Regions from separate parts of the Macaca mulatta genome. Here region 2 is linked to region 1. A link is a contact called in public Hi-C data. All regions are on one chromosome and are shown on one strand. The core of a region is the stretch at or near the end of the contact, and the rest is flanking DNA. Distances in the headings are between cores, read along the strand shown.

What was found. A called contact is a pair of places that touch in the nucleus more often than the background predicts.
Region 2: a Hi-C map of fetal cortical plate shows a contact between it and region 1, with 2.5 times the contacts expected there. The contact joins the promoter of TMEM17 here to the promoter of EHBP1 in region 1. A contact is called at or near these places in 3 of 14 Hi-C or Micro-C datasets (cortical neurons, fetal cortex germinal zone and fetal cortical plate).

What each region holds. Positions count from the first base shown.
Region 1 is chr13:62,048,704-62,053,816 of T2T-MMU8v2.0, reverse strand. EHBP1 (EH domain binding protein 1) reads left to right here and starts at 3,679. Exons shown (of 25, transcript NM_001261566.2): 1 at 3,679-3,803; 2 at 4,645-5,040. The coding sequence starts at 4,937.
Region 2 is chr13:62,217,956-62,223,617 of T2T-MMU8v2.0, reverse strand. TMEM17 (transmembrane protein 17) reads right to left here and starts at 1,250. Exons shown (of 4, transcript XM_015112568.3): 1 at 1,106-1,250. The coding sequence starts at 1,205. It overlaps LOC106992984 (a long non-coding RNA gene), which reads left to right. Exons shown (of 15, transcript XR_013402766.1): 14 at 322-410; 15 at 814-1,820.

The sequences.
Region 1 (5,113 bases), core at 2,430-4,929:
TAGGTAAAACATTTTGCAGTCAACAACCTGGGTCAAGTGGACAGGACAATTAATGTAACTTGCATTAAACCTGGGACAGAAGGAGATGATAAATCAAGATCCAAGTAAACAGGGCATTAGAAGGTGGCAGACACAGTGGACAATCCTGGAAGTGGGAGGGTGAGTAGGAGGTACCTGTTAGTTGATAGGGGAAATGGAACCTTAAGAAAAAGGTAACTTCTAGCATGCCAAAAGATCCCAGCTAATATATGACATAAGGAGTGGTCATGAGGATTGAGGATAAGTGAATTCTTAGTAATTATTATAAAATCCTGAGTCCACCTAAATTATTGCTGTTCCAGTCTTGGTACCAATTGAATTAATGGGAGATAAATAATGTTAAATGTATTCTTTAAGACTCTTTAGTCCTTGAGGTAGTGATGTTTGGCACTAAGTATTCCCCAAGTATTCCTGAAGGTCTGTTTTGTTCTTTTCTGTCTTATGTTTGCTACCAAACACAATAGCATATGCTACTAGTTACCATTTGACTGTTTACTATGTGCCAGATACTTTATGTACATATCTTCCATTTTCTCAACATCCCAGAAAGGTAGGCATGATTATGTTATACAGGATCATGCTGTAAGAAGCTGGGACTTAGAGAGGTTAGTAATTTGTATTACTTTCTTGTGTACACATGGAACATGTTCCTGAAACTCTTTGAGAACAGGGACTGTAACTTTTATGTACTATTGGTAATATTTAATATGATCACGCTGGGAGCAGTGGCTCAAGTCTGCAATCCCAGCACTCTGGAAGGCTGAGGCAGGCAGATCACTTGACCTCAGGAGTTCAGCCTGGGCAATATGGTGAAACCCTGTCTCTACAAAAAGTAAAAAAAAAATAGCCTATCAGTTAATAGAGTTGCTCCTTTAAAAAGAAAAAAAATTAGCCGGGTAGCACATGACCATAGTCCCAGCTACTCAGGAAGTTGAGGTGGGAGGACTGCTTGAGCCTGGGTGGTTGAGGCTGTAGTGAGCCTTGATGAGGGAACTGCACTCCAGTCTGTGTAACAGAGAGAAACCCTGTCTCAAGAAAAAAAAAGATTAATATTCAGTTGGTATTCAATAACTATCAACAAAGCAGCCCAAAAGAGCTGAACATATTCTATATTTAATATTCTTCAATAAATTTAGTTAGTAGACAGGTTGTTTTTAAAAATGTTACAGGGGAAGAAGTAGCTGCTCTGTAGGGCCTCCAGGAGACAGCTTATGAACATGAGGTCAGCGGCAGAACAGTGTCAAGAGCTGTTCTTGATTCCTTCACTCATTTAGTAAACTATTCTAACCTTGATCTCTTCTTAGCTACCTTGGTGTCTAGAAGGAAAAATAAGAGTTTACATCCAAGACAAATACTTCCCCTAAAAAGAAGAGCTGTCATAAGAAACCATCAGTCTCTTGAAATTTCCCACAACTTGAGGAAGATTCCCTAGGGATCCTACTCCTTTATTTATTTATTTTTTAAAAGACACTATTTAAAACATTACTTTTAAGAGAATTTCTTTACAATAAAAGTCAGTCTCTTTTTTTCTCTCTCTTCCCCCTCTCCCTTTTGAGTAAGGGAAGCATGTTAAAAGAAACCAGAATGACCACATGAGAAAGTTTGAGAACTTACGAAGAACAGTAATAAATAGGGTGCAAAAACCTTCTGATCGTCATGTGGATTGTTTCTGAAGGGTAACTTGGATGAAAATAATTTATGACCATTTCTACAAATTAGCCATTAAAGAACTCCACACACTTAAAGCCTATTAATGATGCAGAATATATTATTATATGAGATCATAACGGCTATAGGTTGTAGTGACTTCGTAAACTACTCAGGAAGGACATCAGAGAACTCTTAATACAAAAGAATCAATATGATTATTACGATTATTGTAACATTTTAGAATTGACTAGCAAAATAAGCGATAACTATGCTCTCTTCTGTAAAATGCACACTGTGCTCTTGTGTTATTAGATCACTTTCTTTATTGAAAGTGGAAATTGAATTAGATACTGGATTCAAGCCTTCCATCTATCTGTCTCCCCATCTCTCTTGATTCTTCAACATGTCTCTCCACTTTGTCTTGGCCCCCAGTGTCTACAGATGGACTCAATTCTCACTCACCACTGCTCTCCCTGTCCCTGAAAGAATCCTCCCTGGACCCTAACACCTTTCAAGCTACTTTGTCCATGAACCCTGCTTTCCAACTTTCGTAAGACTGAACGATCCTTGTTTCCAGAGCCTATCCCGCTTCCTTTCTTTTTATGTTAGCTTGCCTCTCTTTTTCTCCCCAAACTGTCTGCCCATTGCTTGCTGATGCGCCTACTTCTCTGATTATTCCTTCTCAGTCTCTTTCCCATTTTACTCTTAAATTTTATTCCTTAAATGCTAGGATTCCCCTGAAGTTTCATTCTTTGTCCTGTTTCTCTACGCCAGAGGTCTGTGAACCATCTAAAACTGAAAACAAATTTTTGTGTTTTGAGACAGGACACTTTTTCCCCCTTGAGAAAGTATCTGTAGCTTTCATGTTCTCAAAAGGGCCCTTGGCTCTTTTAACAAGATTAAGTGTCCCTGCCCTCACTCTGCCTCCTCCTTTTTGCCTTTGACTACCCTTTTTGTACGCTAGCTGTTCCCAAATCCATCTACAGTTCTCACTGGGGGCAAAAGAGTCCGACAGCGAAGAGGAGAAACCAAGATTCAAAGAAACGTGAAGACTCCGAACAAGAAGAAATTGTACTGTACACATTCTGTGTCTAGCTCAGCTGATCAATCCTCTTGAAGACCAGTTGACTCAATGTTGGGCGGGGAGCGGGTTGAGGGGGGGTGGCTGACAGGGTCATTACTTCAGGTTGTCAGGTAAGATCCCAGGAGGAATTGGTGAAATAAAGGCTGTATGCGCAAAAACCCTAGTTGCCAGTGGTGGAGGAGAGGGCGCGCCCAGGTCCTCGCGGAGATGAGAACAGGAGAGAAACCCACAGGCAGCCGCACTGCCCACAGCTGCTGCGAAGCCAGTCTCCAGGTCTGCAATCACCCTTAGGGTCCAGAAACCCAGCCCGGCACCGGCGGCGCCTTTGACGGACAGCCACCTTCTACAATCACCTTCCAGTTCAGTATAAACACTCCCTATTCCTCCCGCCTATCGCTTCCCTCTCCAAGCCAATCAGAAGAACGGGCGGGATCGTACTTAGTCGGTTCCTTTTTTTTTTTTTTTTTTTTTTTTTTTTACAAAAAGGTTGCCTGTGCGTCGCGTTCCGGCTTGGAGAAAAACCACCTCCCAAGCAAGGGGAAGGTGGAGCCCCTTTGATGGGCAGGCAGTTCTACCAGTCAGGCACCCCAGCCACTCTAAGACCCGGCCGCTGAGGTGGGCGGGGCACGCGCGGGACCCGGCCAATGGCGGCGGGGCGGTGGAGGTTCAGCTGCGGTGGGTAGGGTTAGTGTGAGAGGTGCGGCGGGGGAGGTAATGATGATGGTGGCGGAGGAGGAAGGCGGGGGAGGGGGTGCTGGGCGCTGAGCGGCGGCTCTGGCAGGGTTTGGTAGGGTGGGGGACGGTCGCGGGGCGATCTGTCAGGGAGGGGGCGGGCGTGAGGGGCGCCGTCCGCCTGAGGGGCTGCAGATCCCGGCTCCCGCGAGCGCCGTGGCTGGCTTGGCTGTTCCATGTGGCTCCGGCGGGGATGGAGGACTCGGTGGCGGCGGCGGCGGCTGCTGCTGCGGCGGCGACGGAGGAGCGCCTCTGAGAAGGGAACGGGGCCAGACACAACCCGACAGCGGGATTAGAGGTGTGAGGAGGGGGCGGGAGTGGACGAGCGGCGGGGCCGGGGCTTGGGGTCCGGGCTGGGGTCTTCTGGTATCGCCTGGGTGACAGGGACCGCGGACGAGCCACCGCCTGCCTCCGCTGGGGGGCAGGGGTCTGGGCTCTGTGCGTGAGGAGACTGGGCTCCGGCGGACTGTTCCCCTGAGGATGGGGGAGGGAGGCACCGCACCCTGCACAGTCCACTTGCCCCGCTGGTCATTGCTTCACGCCCAGGCAGGAGTTTCCATTTCCCTCCGGTTGGCAGCGAAGGAGCCCAAGTGGCCTGGAGCCGGGACATTGCCCTCTCTCTGCCTGGAGATTTCCCTCCACTCCTCGTTTCCCATCCATTTCCTCCCTCCGACTGAAAAACAGCATTCCTCCTGGCTCCCTAATTTGTTCCAAGCACATATTGTCGGACTTGAGGCTATTAATTATCGGCTGAAAAACAAAGTTTATTAAAAATACTCCACTCCTCCCTCTGACTGGCGGTGGACATTAAACAGCATCCCTAGACTTTCCCGCTCTGCTCGCCCTTCTGTGATGCTAACGGGGAGGTAGGGCCCCGAGTTACCATCTCTCTGGATTGTTGTTGATGCTGACTACCTGATGTGTCGCTCCACGTCTTCGGTGTGAATTGTAATTTCTTCCTTGGTGTCTTGCATCCTTGATGTTACTGGCTTTTGAGGTCGGTGTTTTGTTTCATTGTTTAAAAGACATGCAGAGAACTGGGATGGTCTTTTGCAGCGTTATTTAACATGGGTGGTTAGTCACTTCTCATGATTCTCTCCTCATATTCTTTCTCTTTTTGTCTTTGTTTTGCTTTTCAGTCCTCCAGAATACACATATAGCCCCTGAGGTGGCATGGTGATGTCTCCATGAGGGAACCCCCTCCCACTCATCCTGTCACGTATATCATAGTGTTCTTGACTGGGCCATTCATCTAAGATGGAATTTACCCTGTGAAACAGGGAGAAGACTTATGGACCCCAAGCATCATTTCGAGTTGTAGTTGAGTTTTTAAAAGACATACATGCAAAGTTCGTTTGCTTTGGACCCTCTGCATTATTAAAGCTGCTGTATTGCTAACCCAGAACTGCTCCAGTGTCTTGACTGATCATCATGGCTTCAGTTTGGAAGAGACTGCAGCGTGTGGGAAAACATGCATCCAAGTTCCAGTTTGTGGCCTCCTACCAGGAGCTGATGGTTGAGTGTACGAAGAAATGGTAAGATGTATGTGGAGGTAGAGTTTGCTGTGCTGTGGCCTAAACTCTGGGTCTTCTGATAGTTTATTTACCT
Region 2 (5,662 bases), core at 1-2,500, 170 kb before region 1:
GGCCCTTTTCAGAAAACGTCTTTTTACCTTGTATTATCAGACGTTAGTGCTCATTAAGCCTCATCCTTGGAACCAGAAACGTGAAACCTAATTTTTTCACATTTTTCTCTGTACATCCTAAATCATAAAGGCCTACATTTGGGGAATAGGCAAGTGATCAAGACGACAAAATGCAGCTTTGGGGACTGCCTTTACTTTTCTGTCCCTTTTAAAAATTCTGTAAAACCAAGCAGTGGAAAAGATTTATATTTCCCAGCAGACTTGAATGATGGAAACCACACGGGTTTGGTTGACAGTGTGTTGTCTACCATCATGATGTAGGAGGAGGAACCTGTTCTGGAGGAAACTGCGTTATCACTTGTCATCAAGTTGAAGGATGCAGAGGCATCATGGTATTTTCTTACCTTATGGTAAGAGTTACATATAGGGGAGGAGGAGGAGAAGGCAGGGAAGGGGTGAGTTTTGTTGAACGTCCGGCTAGTATGGCACATGCCAGTTGGGAGTGGATGGTGGTTTGAAAGGACTCTTAAAAAAAAATTTTTTTTCCCCCTAATCTTTTCTGCCAGAAAATGGCCTTGCTTAGGAACATACTTGTTCTGCTAGGAAAAGGGAAAAGGCAAATTTGCTCCCTGGGCGGCGGGTGGGGACAGGGGAGGTGGGGATTGCTTGGGCTGTTCCTCGCCATCCTGGACAGAAAAGCCGGGGCGGGCGCCGCAGAGGAAAAGCAAGTTGGGCCTTCGCTCTCGCGGTGCGCGGGGGACTAGCCTGTGCAGCAAGGGCTGCTTTTATCTTTTTATTTTTGGGGTTTCCCAGGAGCCATGATGGGCCTTGCTTGGCACAGAGGTCGGCCCCACCTCAGCTGCCGGGCTTGCACGGAGCAGGCCAGGCGTTAGCGCGTGCAGACCAGGCCCAGCCCGCGGCCGGAGGCCGCCAGCGCCTCAGCTCCCCGCCCCGGCCGGCCCCTCCTCCAAAGCTCTGGCCCGCACTGCGGGAAACTGACTGAAGGCGACATCGCCATTTTAGGTACGGGCAAATTCTGGACGCTCCAAAACCCACGCCAAGCCCTCAGCAGGCCACACCCCCTGCGCCGGCCTCGGTCACTCACCGGGACCCTCACTGTACTCCGGACCGGTCCGATTGGAATCAGTGAACACAGCCCGGCTGAAGTTTCCCAGCCGCTGGCGCACCGGATCCGGCAGCTCCATGCCTGGGCCTCGGTATCCCTCGCCCCCTCAGATACAGGCTAGTCTGCGGGCGTTCCGAGGCTCCGTGGTTCTCATGGCAACCGGCCGGCGCGAGGCCGGCGAGATCCGGGAGCGCGCGGGGGTGCCCGGCTGGGCCGGGTCTCGTCGGGAGCCCGCGCAACCTTGAAGGGACCGGCGTACTCAGAGCGCGTTCCAGGCCCCGGGAGCTGCGCGCCTCGGCCGTGTCCAAAACGGCAGATCTCTTAGTTCTGCTTTGAGCCCGACCATCCTAAAAACAAACCTATACTAAGAAATGAGCTGGGGTTGGACTGCGATACAAGGAGCCCTCATATCTTGCCAGTGAAACTGTAAATCGGTACAACCTTTCTGGAGGGAAATAGAGAATGAATGCAGAGCTTAAAGAATGTCTAGAGGTGTAGGGGTATGTGTGAGAGAGAGATACTATGACTGATTATTTTTTAATAAGAAAATAGAGCAATGGGCAACTGATTAAATGTACTGGAGCATATGCATTCAATGGAGTATGTTTCAGCTGCTTATAAAATGCTTGCAAAGAATATTGAATGATATAGTTTATGTAAAAATAAAGCAGAAATAAAACTAAATGAGAATAAACCTAATTTAGCAAAATTTATGTGTATGAGTGGAGGGGAGGAGAGAGCATGTGCACACCGACTTCAAAAAAAACTGGAAAAAAATATTAACAGTAGTTATCACTGGATAGTGGGATTGTAGGTGATTCAAAAATTTTTAAACACTTCTGTATTTTCTAGCTTTCTCTCTAAGATATATTACTTAATATATCAGCACCCTGTTCAAGAAACGTTACAATATTCCCAGAAACTCCCCCTTCCTATTTCCTTTCAGTCACTAAACCCCCTCCTCACTCATAACTGACCTTTCCTGAATTCTAACAGCAAAGGAGAGTTTTGCCTTTTTTTTTTTTTTTTTTTAAATCGGAACATTTATTGTGTGACTAATCCAAATATATATATATTTTTTATTCGAGACAGAGTCTTGCTCTATCGCCCAGGCTGGAGTGCAATGGCACAATCTCGGCTCACTGCAACCTCCGCCTCCCGGGTTCAAGCGATTCTTCTGCCTCAGCCTACCGAGTAGCTGGGATTACAGGCGCCCGCCACCACACTCGGTTAATTATTGTGTTTTTAGTAGAGACAGGGTTTCGCCACGTTTGCCAGGCTGGTCTTGAACTCCTGCTGCAACAGCTGTCCTCTTGGGTTTAGGTGGTGTTCCTTCAGAAAAGCCATGCCTTAACCTGCTGTACACAATTTTTAGGTGCCTCATTCGACCAGTCTCGTTGGTATTTTGGTTTTTAGCCTCGGCACTCCAATTATACTTTGTCTTGGCTTGGGAGCCGAGCCGCATTTGCCACAGGCAAACTTTTCAAGGAGGTAGATCTTAGAGTCACAAGGCAGCACTAGCTGTGCATCTTATTGCACCACTTTCTAGATGTGACACTCCCTTTGTCATCTTGCTTCTCAGTTTTGCATATTTATATAAAAGCCATGGTACTGTAAATACTTTTTAAAAATAAAAAACTGGCTTTGTCTTCAACATTACTTTCATGAAATTCCTTCATGTCATTGAGTGTAGATTATTTTGCCTTGCTCTGTGTGATCATACCACAATAAGCTTACTCATTCTACTGTTGATGAGTGTCTGTATTTTCTAGTTTGCAGCTGTTATGAATAGTGCTGCTTTGGTGAAAAGATGCCTCTTGGTGAACATATGCATGCATTTTTGTTGAGTGTGTATCGAGAGTGGAATTGCCATGTCATAGGATATGAAAGACCCAGCTTTAGTAGAGGCTGCCAACAGTTTTCCAAAGTGATCGAACCAATTCCTGCTGCCTCCAGCAATGTATGAATATTTCCATTACTCCATATACTTCACCAACACTTGTTATTTGTTATCCTTTCCTTTTAGCCCTTCTGATGGGTGTGTGGTAAAAGTATTATTTTTACAATCAAAAGGAAAATCACACATTTATATAAATGCAAGAAGAAGATATGGGTGGAAATAAATTCATGACTAGAATTTTAAAATAATTACACAAACGTTTATTGCATTCCTACTGTGTTTTTGGGTATTGTGCTAGGCTAATTAGGGATATGGTCCCTCTTCATGAAGAAGCACAGCTCAGTGAAAGAGTGAGAGATATGGAAAGAAGTAAGTGCAAACACTGTTATTATGAGTGCTCTATTAAAGGACCACTGATGAAGAACCAATTAATTCGGGTTGAAGATGTCAGGGAAAAGCTGGTTAACTTCTGCTTCATTTCAAGATGGAGCTCAGACCTGAGAATCTCCAAAAAGGCTTCTAGGACCTTCCTGAAGTAGCTTAGGTGCTCTCTTCCGTGTTTCCCAAAGTATCTTCCTGTTGTTTCTTTGGTCACAGTGCTGGTCACTCTATACTAAAATTGTCTGTTTATGTGTCTGTGTCTCTTGCTAGTCCTTAAGCTCTTAGAGGTCAAGAATGGACTTTCATCTTTATATCCCCAACACTAGCGCAGTGTGGTACCTGGCCAAGAGTAGGAGCTGGATGACCGTTGAGTGAGTAAAATGAAGAAAAAGCCTAATAACCACTCTCTTGTCTTCCCTTTCTAGTTCAAGGACTTAGCCAGCCCTGTATAAGGTTCACTTTGTAGAATGGTGAATTGGTGTATTAAAACATAGTGAATTTATAACAATTTAAAAAACCTTAGCAACAGATAATCACTTCTCATCTATCAAATGAACCGAGGTTTTTTTAATAAAGGGAACAGTGACGCAGGAGGCCTCAGGCTCAGCTGATTGAATTATAATTTGGCCAACTGCATTGAGACAAGCAATTGGCAATATATAGAAATAGCCTTTAGGCTGGGCGTGATGGCTCACGCCTATAATCCCAGCACTTTGGGAGGCTGAGGCGGGCAGATCACCAGGTCAGGAAATCGAGACCATCCTGGCTAACATGGTGAAACCTCGTCTCTACTAAAAATACAAAAAACTAGCCGGGCGAGGTGGCGGGCGCCCGTAGTCCCAGCTACTTGGGAGGCTGAGGCAGGAGAATGGCGTAAACCCGGGAGGCGGAGCTTGCAGTGAGCTGAGATCCGGCCACTGCACTCCAGCCCGGGCGACAGAGCGAGACTCCCTCTCAAAAAAACAAAAACAAAAACAAAAACAAAAAATTAGCTGGGTGTGGTGGTGGGCGCCTGTAGTCCCAGCTACTTGGGAGGCTGAGGCAGGAGAATGGCAGGAGGAGGAGCTTGCAGTGAGCCGAGATCGTACCACTGCACTCCAGCCTGGGCCACAGAGTGAGAATCAGTCTCAAAAAAAAAAAAAAAAAAAAAGCCTTTAAAACATTCCTGCCTCCTGTAATAAAATAATTTAAATCTTAATACTCTGGGGAAAATAATCATAGAAACAAAGTTTTATACACCAAATGCTTCTCCAACATTATTGATAATTGTTTAGAAAAGAGAGAGGTGAGTGGGCATTTGAAGTGCCCAACCACAGCGCCTGGTTAAGCAGATTATGATATTTATGGTGAGGTGTTGGGCTGCAGTAGAGAGAATGTCCTTGAAAGCTGAGAGGACAGGGTTCAAATACCCTAAAATTCCCAATGTACCATTTAAGAGCTATGTGACTGATTTCAGATACTTGTTTTGTAAAGTAAGAATAATAATATCTTACTATTGTGGTTGATGTGAATATTATATCATTAAGGCTCTCTATACATGATAGTTACCATTTACACATCAATTAAAGTGAAGGTTATGAAGAAGCAACACCTAGAGTGGAGTCAAATAATGCTGGTATTTAATTTTGTGAATTCTACTGGACCTGCTAGGTAATACCTCTATTGCTTTCCTAATAAAGACAGTAGAGGCAATTAAGCATTAAAGCAGTCCATTATGTTAACCAAAAACCTATGTGAATTCTTATCAAAACCCTAAGTGAATTATTTTAAATATATTTTCCCCCAGCATTGAGAAAAGATGTAAGATACCTTCTTCAGATTGTAATTATTTTTATCAAAATCCTGGAGGAAAAAAAATTGATAGAATTATGGGTATTTTTCCTTCTAATTTTATTATTCAAATTTCCTATATGAGCATACATTTTCTAGTTTGAAAAAAAATCTTGTTAAAAATAAATTGAGAGGAAGAGGCAATGATGATGCAAAAACATTAGAGAAGATAATTTGAGAGGAAAAAAGTGTGGTTTGGAATGAGTCCTACCATTATTGATGTATCATAAATGGTCCAAGGGGCTCAAAAAAACTTTCCAAATGTTACCTTTATTAGTTGATGCTCCCAATATTTATAGGCAATTACATTAGAAATACTAAGGGAGATCCTTCAGTGTTTCACTAATGTGATTGGCTATACAGGAAGGGATCGACATTCATGAACAATGAAGACTAGTATGATTTGGGTTTCCCATCTTCTAGAC